Linked DNA regions of Mus musculus: all the other regions are linked to region 3. The links are chromatin contacts, called in public promoter capture Hi-C maps. All regions are on one chromosome and are shown on one strand. Each heading gives the region's core, a stretch centred on a gene start, on an enhancer-like site or on the middle of the called end of the contact. The rest is flanking DNA. Distances are from core to core; before and after follow the strand shown. Region 1 holds the start of Dnmbp (dynamin binding protein). Region 2 holds the start of Cpn1 (carboxypeptidase N, polypeptide 1). Region 3 holds the start of Kazald1 (Kazal-type serine peptidase inhibitor domain 1).

The links. Promoter capture Hi-C pulls out the DNA fragments that hold promoters and counts their contacts.
Region 1: a promoter capture Hi-C map of liver shows a contact between it and region 3, with 2.4 times the contacts expected there. The contact joins the promoter of Dnmbp here to the promoter of Kazald1 in region 3. A contact is called at or near these places in 2 of 39 promoter capture datasets (hippocampal neurons and liver) and 1 of 115 datasets of contacts at active chromatin or transcription factors (pancreatic cancer cells).
Region 2: a contact with region 3 is called in a promoter capture Hi-C map of liver, with 4 times the contacts expected there. The contact joins the promoter of Cpn1 here to the promoter of Kazald1 in region 3. A contact is called at or near these places in 2 of 39 promoter capture datasets (hippocampal neurons and liver).

The regions. Positions count from the first base shown.
Region 1 is chr19:43,938,760-43,941,630 of GRCm38.p6, reverse strand. It overlaps Dnmbp (dynamin binding protein), which reads left to right and starts at 1,433. Exons shown (of 16, transcript NM_028029.4): 1 at 1,433-1,514.
Region 2 is chr19:43,985,006-43,987,920 of GRCm38.p6, reverse strand. It overlaps Cpn1 (carboxypeptidase N, polypeptide 1), which reads left to right and starts at 1,401. Exons shown (of 9, transcript NM_030703.2): 1 at 1,401-1,855. The coding sequence starts at 1,633.
Region 3 is chr19:45,074,689-45,077,727 of GRCm38.p6, reverse strand. It overlaps Kazald1 (Kazal-type serine peptidase inhibitor domain 1), which reads right to left and starts at 1,641. Exons shown (of 5, transcript NM_178929.5): 1 at 1,492-1,641; 2 at 515-1,064. The coding sequence starts at 1,046. Gm35782 (a long non-coding RNA gene) reads left to right here and starts at 2,619. Exons shown (of 4, transcript XR_877888.1): 1 at 2,619-2,706.

The DNA.
Region 1 (2,871 bases), core at 184-2,683, 1.1 Mb after region 3:
CAGTCAAAGCCACATAAGAGAGAGGAGACTCTGTCTCAAAAGAGAAAGTAAGTAAGAAAGAAAGATAATAATACCATTATCTAGGTAGTAGATTGTCATTTTACTTGAAAGGGGGAGAAAAGCTTACTGTTTGACAGGCCGCTGAAGCATTTGATCAATTTCTTTCAAAAACAAAAATCTGGAATATTTATGTTTTACCACAAAAATGCCTTCCTTCAGTGTTCAGACAGCAAAGGAGGAGAATAATGTATGTGAGCAGCAGTTTCACCCCTAGGTACAGCCTCCAAAGAACTGGAAGCAATGGGTCCAGCAGATACGTGTACGATTTGGGTCCTAGCCTTAGCCACAGTAGCCAAAGGGGAAACTCCGCCGAATGCCCAGTGAAGGACAAACGCCTAAACACAACGCAGTATATTTAGCAGTAAAAAGGAAGGAAATTCCGACACATAGAACAGCACAGATGAAACTTAGGGCATTATTCTAACCAAAATAAGGCAGGCACCAAAAGGCCAAGTATTGTAGATTGCATGTATGAGGGTCTTCAGAGTAGACGAATTCTTAAGGACACGAGAGACTAGGAATCGCTGGGAGTGGAGTCCCTGTACGATAAGAGCAGTTTCAGTTTGGGAAGTTGGGGTCCCGGTGCCGGACAAGATGATGGATGCGTAGCAATGTGAATTTACCTACTCTGATGGACTGCACGCACACTTGACAATGGTTCAAACGATACACTTTATGCTATGTCTAGTTTACTACGATTTTTGAAGAGTCAAGAAACAATCTAGCTGATGAGATTTTAAAATAAAGCCTTATCTCTGCTGTGTGTGCATAGTGATATATGATTCCTGCATTCCTCAAATCTGCTAGGTCGGTCCCCGCGCTTGCACCAGCTCCTCCACGCACTTGCGATCTTTAACAGTCAGAAGTCTTCCGGGACTTTTCAGAAACCGGGACGTTTGGTTCTAGTATTCTGTGATTCCTTGCTTTTAAATTCTCAAAATTGTCCTGTGAGACTTTGCTCGGGAGAAAAGAAAAAAAAATCGATGAGGAGTGGGCAGTAACCTGATGGTGTTCCCCTGTAATCCAGCACTTGGAGGAGTGAAGGACGATGGAAGGTTCAAGGCTAGCCTCCGCCTCGGAGTAAGAGAATTCGCGCAGCGGAGAATTTGAGTTCTCTAGGTTGGCGGTAGCGCGAGTGCGTGGGGATCTGGATCCTAGCCTGAGCGAGGTGTGTCGCTAAACGCCCCCACGCAGTCCGTGCCTCAGTTTCCCTGAAAGGCCCTGGGAGCCCGAGCCCTGACGTGGCGGAGCGACGGGCTAGGCGGCCGCCAGGGGGCGCGAGCGCGGGAAACGGAGCCGGGGGCCACCGGACGGAAGCGGCGCTAAGGGAGGCGGGGCGGCGCGGAGTCACCCGGATCGGCCCGCCCGCCCGCCGCCGCTGAGGGGAGGTGACCGCGGCCCGGCCGGGCCACCAGTGGCTGTGCGCGGAGGGAACGCCGAGCGGCAGAGAGCAGGTCGGTGCGGGGCCGGGCGTCCGTGGGGTGGCGGGGTGGTGGGGTAGCGGGGACGGTCGCCTGCGGGGCGCGCGGGGCTTGCGGCGCAGCTCTCGGTCGCGCTGAGCTGCGCTCCGCGAGACGCGAGGCCCTCGCTGTCTTCACTCACGGCCGAGGGGGTGCAGGGGGGGGGGGGCAGCAGCCCTAGGGACCGTCCCGGGGCGCGGACCGGGGGGCGAGGTGTCCAGCCGGGGCGCTGTCACTGCGCCGCCCTGCCTCTTGGCTTTGAGTTGAAGAACTGAGCCCCAGTCCTGCTCCTGGTCACTGCTGCAGCTGGTGGGCATGAGAGGCCGGGATTTCGTGACAGCCAGGCAGCGATGGTTTCCCAAATAACCCGGGACTATTTATATTTAGCTGGAGATGCAGTTTTGGCTTACTGGAGTTTTTAGGTACCCAGGACGATTGCATGCTTGTGTCAGAGGAGGATGGTTGTCACTCGAATAAAGGGGTGTTGGGGTGACCGGACAGGACAGCATGTGGTGTGTATTAAGAGCTGCGAAGGGTGTTTTTAGGGCACAGGGTCGTGTTGAAAAACCAACTTGAAAAGCAAGGTCGCATGTGGGATTATGGCTGGCAAATTCTGTAACCTGTCTGACAGTGTTTCTTTTATAGTCTTGGGAGCACCTTGTGGAACTTCCTAATTAATAATGGTGACAAGCTAGTGATGACACCGATTCTCTGGTAGGAGCATAGTTTGGACTCCACTGTGCTTAGTCGAGTTACATGCCGCTGATAGAGCTGACTAATCAACAGGCGATTTTTGCAGCAAGCAGACCTGATTTCTCAGTTAGGGCTGCATTTATAAAACAGTCGTAGGAAAAGCATAGTCGAGGTGTAGTGTTCAAGTTAGTGTATCCATCGGGCCTCATTCCCCCTAAACTACTGAATCTCGTGATCTCTCAGGCCCTTCCACCGCTAAAGTCTTTCATTTGTATTTGAAGCCGATCCCTCCTGGTGACAACAAAGTCCTAGGAAAACAAAGTTAATTTTACAAATTATGTAGCAGATGTTCAACTTCACTGTCGCTCCCCGCTCCCCCACTCACATAATATTGGGTTGAAATGAGTGAAACCTGTTGTGTGTGTGTGTGTGTCATTCATGTTTCTGTGTTAATGTCACCCAATGGCTTGTCTAGACAGAGATCTTGGTGTGTAGTGGGGAAGTGCTAAGTCTGGCATGGGAGTGACTTGCATGTTGTCACAGGTAGTTTTTCCAACAAGCCAAGAACATTTTGACTCAAACTGTGCTAACTTTTAAGCTAACTTTTATCACATTGTGTATGGTTTGGGCTGGCGCGTGATAGTAATCTTTATAGATG
Region 2 (2,915 bases), core at 152-2,651, 1.1 Mb after region 3:
CAATGTTTTATTCTTTATGACTGAATAATATTCCACTGTGTGTATGTATATCACATTTTATCCACCCACCCATTGCTGAGAGCCTAGGCTAACTCCAGGACATGCCTATGGTGAACAGAGCCACAAACTTAGATATAAAGGTTTCACTGAGCTGTGCTGAAACTCTTTGGGAATACATCTAAGAGTGTGATATCTGGGTCATATGGCAGTCCTATTTTTAATTAAAACAGCAACAACACGTCCTTGCGTCCATAAAGGCTGGGGATTAATTTACATTTCTCTGTGTCATCACCAGCATTTGCTGACGTTAGTCATTCTGGCTGGTGTGAGACTGACTTCCAATCTTGTTTTCATTTGTATTTTCCTGACTATTAAAGATGTTATCCATCTGGATTTAAAAGGCAGCGATTCGGCTCCTTTACTCGTTGGTTGGATTGTTTGATCTTTTGCTTTGTTTTGCTGTTGCTGTTGTTTAAATGCAATGGGTACAGGTATTTTGGGCCCATGCTTGCCTGTTTATCGTGTGTGTGATTGGTGCCTGTGGAGGCCAGAGGGGGCTGTCAGGTCCCCTGGAACTGGAGTTACAGGCAGTTGTGAAGCTGCCATGTGAGTGTAGAACTGGGTCCTCTGGAAAGCAGCCTTTGCTTTTAAACTGCGAAACCGTCTCTCTAGCTCCTATTTAGTTTTGTTTGTTTGTTTGTTTGTTTGTTTGTTTGTGTTTTGAGACAAGGTATAATCAGTTAGCCCTGGCTGGCCTGGAAGACCAGGCTGGCTTCAAACTTACAACAATCCTCCAGCCTCTTTGTGCTAGAATTATAATTGGGTGCCAGTGCATTCCACCTGGGATTTAATTTTTCGAGCTCTTTAAATTCTGGGTACTAATTCTCTATTGGATCCATACCTGGCAGGCATTTTCTCCTGCTCTGTAGGCTCTGCTCTGCAGAAACTAAAACATTTCTACAGTCACAACTGCAGAATCTCATTCTAATTTCCTGAGCTAGCGGAGTGCTACTCAGAAACCCATTTTCTTATGCCGGTGCTGAAATAGGATCATCTTCCTACCATTTGTTACAAAGTATTTATCATTGACAGATACATTATCAACTATGAGATTTCTAATTGTTTGCTCCGAGCAGGTGCCTCATTTCCTCAATTTGTTTGCTTTACCATTAAGATCTTTGAGCCAGGAAGACAAGACAGAGTCGTGCTTCAGAACGAGGTGGGGACGGGTTAAAGGGAGCGGGGCAGATCCTTTGTAAGTTGTAACTAGCACATGCCAACTCTCTTAAAAGCCCCTGGGAATCAAAGGGTTAGAAGCAGCTGTTTCTTGAGGCCTGTTTACCGTCCAGTTAATCAGTAAGCCAGAATCAATGAGCCTCTCAAAGTGGGGATGCGCCGAATCCTTCCAAAAGGGCTTCCAGATTTAGGAGGAGGAAGAGAAATGAGCCCGGAGGGTATTGTGGCTATCCTGGGGCCACAGGAATAATTCCCAGCATAGCAGAGGCGGGTCCCCAGTCTCCTGCAGGTGCGGCGAGTGCAAGGCTGGTTACTCTGTGCTCTGGATCCAGACTGGCAAAGGATTGCTTAGAGAGCGGGAGGGCACATTTCAGAGCCCCTTAGAAGCTCCGCGAGATGCCAGACCTGCCCTCAGCCTTCCTGCCCCTCCTCCTCCTCTCCAAGTTTGTTACCCCGGTGACCTTTCGTCACCACCGCTACGACGACCTCGTGCGGACGCTGTACAAGGTGCACAACCAATGCCCGGACATCACGCGGCTCTACAACATCGGGCGCAGTGTGAAGGGGAGGTACCTCTACGTGCTGGAGTTTAGCGACTACCCTGGGATCCATGAACCCTGTAAGTCTTGAGTGTTTTGGGGGCGTGTTGGGCAAAGAACTCCCTTCCTCTACAAATCCAGATAGAGTGTTCACTGCCCCAGTGGAGAACTCCATGTACAATGTATTTACCTCTTCCTCCACCCAAGAAGAAGGCAGGTGGCCCCACTTGGTTCTCAAGCTCCCCTAGGCCCCGGGGAGCTGCGACCCCAGTTCAGGCTCCAACACATTCCTCTTTTCTGAGTTCTGTTTGCTCAGAACTCCATGGGTAAAGCCCGTCTTCCTCCTGTTCCCGGCCCCCTCTCCTCCTCCCCCCCCCGCCCCCCCCCCATCTTTTTCTCTCACTCCCTCTACCAAGACCCAAAGACTTGGGATCAGGGCAGAAATGGTTGTCCTCCTAGTTCTCCTGGGAGATCAGGTGCGTCCTTTCCAGGAACCATATTGATCCAGCATGATGTGCTAGAGAGATTTTGGGGGTTGGGATATTAGCTTGCTGCTTTATTGTTAGTCTGCTTCTGTTATCAAAGCAATCTGTGTTTGCTTCAAAAATTAGTTCATGACCAGCCTGGAAACATTTAAAAAAGAAAACAAACAAACAAAAAAAGCCAAAAGCAACTCACCAGCTGAAACAAACAAACAAACAAACTAGAAACCAGAAGAGGCAAAACTAAGAAAACGAAGAGGGACCCCAGCACTCACTGATACCTAGTATTTACATAGACTGGCATCTCTCTTCTCAGACACATGATGCAATCCTACATCTCAAATACAAAATGGGAAAATGTCCCCCGCTTTTCTCAGTTCTTCATCTGTGTCGTCAACACAGCTTGACGGCACCATTCTTGGTTGTGTAGTGTGCTAGTCCCTTGTTTTCGTTAGCTGTTTACATTTCGATGAACACTGACACTCTTGTTGTTTTGTTTACAATGGTGACATCTCAGTTAAGTCACATGACTTATTTCAGAGGGTCAACAGCAAATCTCTTTCCCTCCCGTATCCCAACTCCACTCCATTTCCCATTATACTCCGCCTTAAATCAATGCACGGAAGCTCCCATGCTAAAGTTGCCACTGTCTAAACCC
Region 3 (3,039 bases), core at 392-2,891:
TTCCACTGCAACTCCAGCCTAGCCAGACTATAGAGTAGGTAAAAGCTGAGGAAGTGTGGGTGGCCAAACGAAAACCACAAGCTTGAACATCCCCAACCCCAACCCAAAGGATGAGGGACAAGAGAGGCAAGAAGCTATCTTCCCTTCTCTAATTCCTAAATGCGTGAGAAAACTGATAGGCGGGAGCCAGGGTTAACAGGATGCATCTCACAGGGCTCCAGCAGTCTACGCAAAGTTTTGGGTGAAGGGGGGTCCTTTCAGTTCAGACCCAGCTATTGGCTATGTGCCTGTTCCTTCGGAGGCCAGTCCCTGCAAGGACCTGCCTGGATAGAGCTCTTAGGCACCTCAAACCTGGCAACAAATCTCAACCTGCTTTTTAGTTGGCAGCCTTTGAGGCTCATGGTCTCCCTCAACTATTCATTCTGCTGACCACAGAGCAACGCTGTCGGGGATCCGGGAGTAGTGCCTTTGGGGAGCCAGGGTTCCTGGTACTAAAAGCCCTGGACTTGCGTACCCGATTCGCAGGGCCCCGGATGCACCACAGTGAGGTTAGCGTCCAGCCGAGCGCGGGCGGCCTCCTGCAGGCGACAGATCTGCGCGTAGGTTCGGCCGTCCGAACCACAGAGCGGGCGCTGCGAGCGGCAGACACACAGCGGCTCCGGCACCTCTCCTCGACTCAGGTCACCGCCCGCGTCCAGCCTGCACTCGAGCTGCTCGCCGCAGCGCCCGTAGAAGTTAGCGCTGGGGTCCAGATCGCAGAGCTGGCCCTCCAGGTTTGCGCATTCCCAGCAGCAGCCGCACGCATCCCGCACCCGGCCTGCTAGGCATCCCCGCGGCGCAGCGCACTCTTCTGGCCGGCAGGGAGCACAACCCTCGCCCTCGGCTAGCAGCCGCAGCCAGCCTCGCCGCAGGTAATCGGGGCCTGTGGACGGCCTCGCGCTAACGGGTAGCTGGGTCCACACCACCAGCAATAATGGTAGTAGCAAGGACAGCGCCAAGGTAGGTGCAGCATAGTTAGCTGGAAGCCCTGTGAACACTCGGGGCATCGGCGCGTAGGTGGCACCCTGCCAGGAGAGGGAAGCCAGGTCTGGAGGTCAGAGATAAAGTCAAGGCTGTATAAAAGCTTGATTCTATCCTCTGCTACCCTGTAGCCAACTAGAAGCCCTAACAAAGAAGCCTGGTGATTCCCAGGGGTTTATGCCAGTTGGTAATTGATTAAGCTGGTCTTGGGGACTAGGGAATAAAGAGAGAGTGTATCGGGGAATGATCACTAACACCCATGCAGGGATGCACACACCCATACACAGACATACGCGTATACACACACACACATGCATACATATATGCACGCGCGCGCGCACACACACACCAGCATCACCTCCAGAAACCACCCAACTCTGATGCATCTTTGCCCCAGAGATAGATAAAACTACACTTGATGTAAAAACTTCAGGTTGGGGTGATGGTGCTGGGGACATACCAGCGACTCACCTAGTGCCTTGGACTAGGCCCTTAACAGCTGGGATTTCCAACCTAAAAAAAAAAAAAAAAAAAAAACGGTAGGGAACGAAGAGTCGCATGCACGGCCAGCCAGACCCGCAGGCCACCCCTGCTTCTGTCAGGGGATCGCTGGCAGCCCACAGACTTAAGATTCAAAGAGAAACTCCTCCGCCTCTTCTCCCCGCCCCCAGATGTCGAATACCCGCCTTCTTCCCTGGCCCCGAGGCCGATAATTTTATCCAGTCTCACAAGGACCCTCCTGGGCCTTTCACTTCGACCCTAGCCCAAAGTCACAATGAGTGTACAGAGCCGCGTAACCAGACGCCGCCACTGGGAAAGCAAAGGCTATGAGAAGAGAATAGGGGTGGAATGGCCGAGGAGCTCAAACTGTTGGCTGAGCCTCAGGTCCTGTCTCATCTGATTTAGGTCTGGAGAGCGGCAAACAGCTACAATATAGAAAGAAGGAAAGGCTAAGAAATTTTACTCAATGTAAAATTGACTTCAACACTATGGGCGTTTCTGGAGGCCAGGCTCGGGGCCAGCTTCCTCTGGGCACGGTTTGCAGCTGTGTTCACCCAGTCTCTCCACTGGGGCGCAGACTAGACTATAAGCTTTTCCAGCTGCCATCCACATCTGGCTACCTCCCTCCCAATATAGGGCAGGTGCTTGAACCCGCGGAGGAGCCTGGTGATTAGAGGTCGGAACTGACTAGCGGCCGCAGCAAGGCCGGCGGGTGACTCCCCATAGGGCGTCTCTGGGCTCCGGATTACAGGTTGCAAAATTCGAGCATGTCGGGGCCAAAAGTGTTCAGTCTGGAGACCTCCGCCAACGCCACGGTGGCACTTTTGGGTTAGGGGCAGGAAGCAAAGCATCCCCGGAGGCCCGCCCACCACCCCGAGAATGGCAGGCCCCGCCCCCGCCGGCCCCCAAACAGCTTCCAAAAACCGCAATCCAAGCTCCTAGGAGGAGGAGGAGCAGAAGGAAACCGGGCTTTTAGGCAAGGGAAGGGTGGGGCTTATATAGGCCCCGCCCAGAAGGCGTCAGAGGTTCTGACTGCGCGTGCGTCCGCGGCCTGCGGCGGCTCCGCTCTACCCTGCGAGGAAGAAGCACTGCAGTCACCGCGCAGTTCTGACTTTGGCCGAGCCCTCCTCAAAGGAGCGTTCAGTCAGCAGAGACGCTGCCTCTGATCAGAGGGGTTCCGACAAGGTAGAAGAGAGCTGTACACAGGCAATCCCAAACTCCGAGGAGACGGGAAGCGAATTTCACGCGAGGTTTCGGGATTGTCGCGAGAATCCCAACGGCAAGCTAGAAAAGGAAAAGCCCGCGGCTTTTAAGCCAGGAAAGAACGAGGGCAGGCAGATTCCGATGGTGGTGCTAGGCAATCCCTTGGTTGGAGGACGCGTTAACTGTTGGCCTGGGAGCAGAAGTGAAGCGAGAATTGCAGGATGTTTTGGAAAAGGCGCGAGGAGGGCTTGCCTGGTGGAGGAATGGAGACACTCTAGGGGAGGTCCCTAGCTGTAACTGGGGGCGGTGATCGTT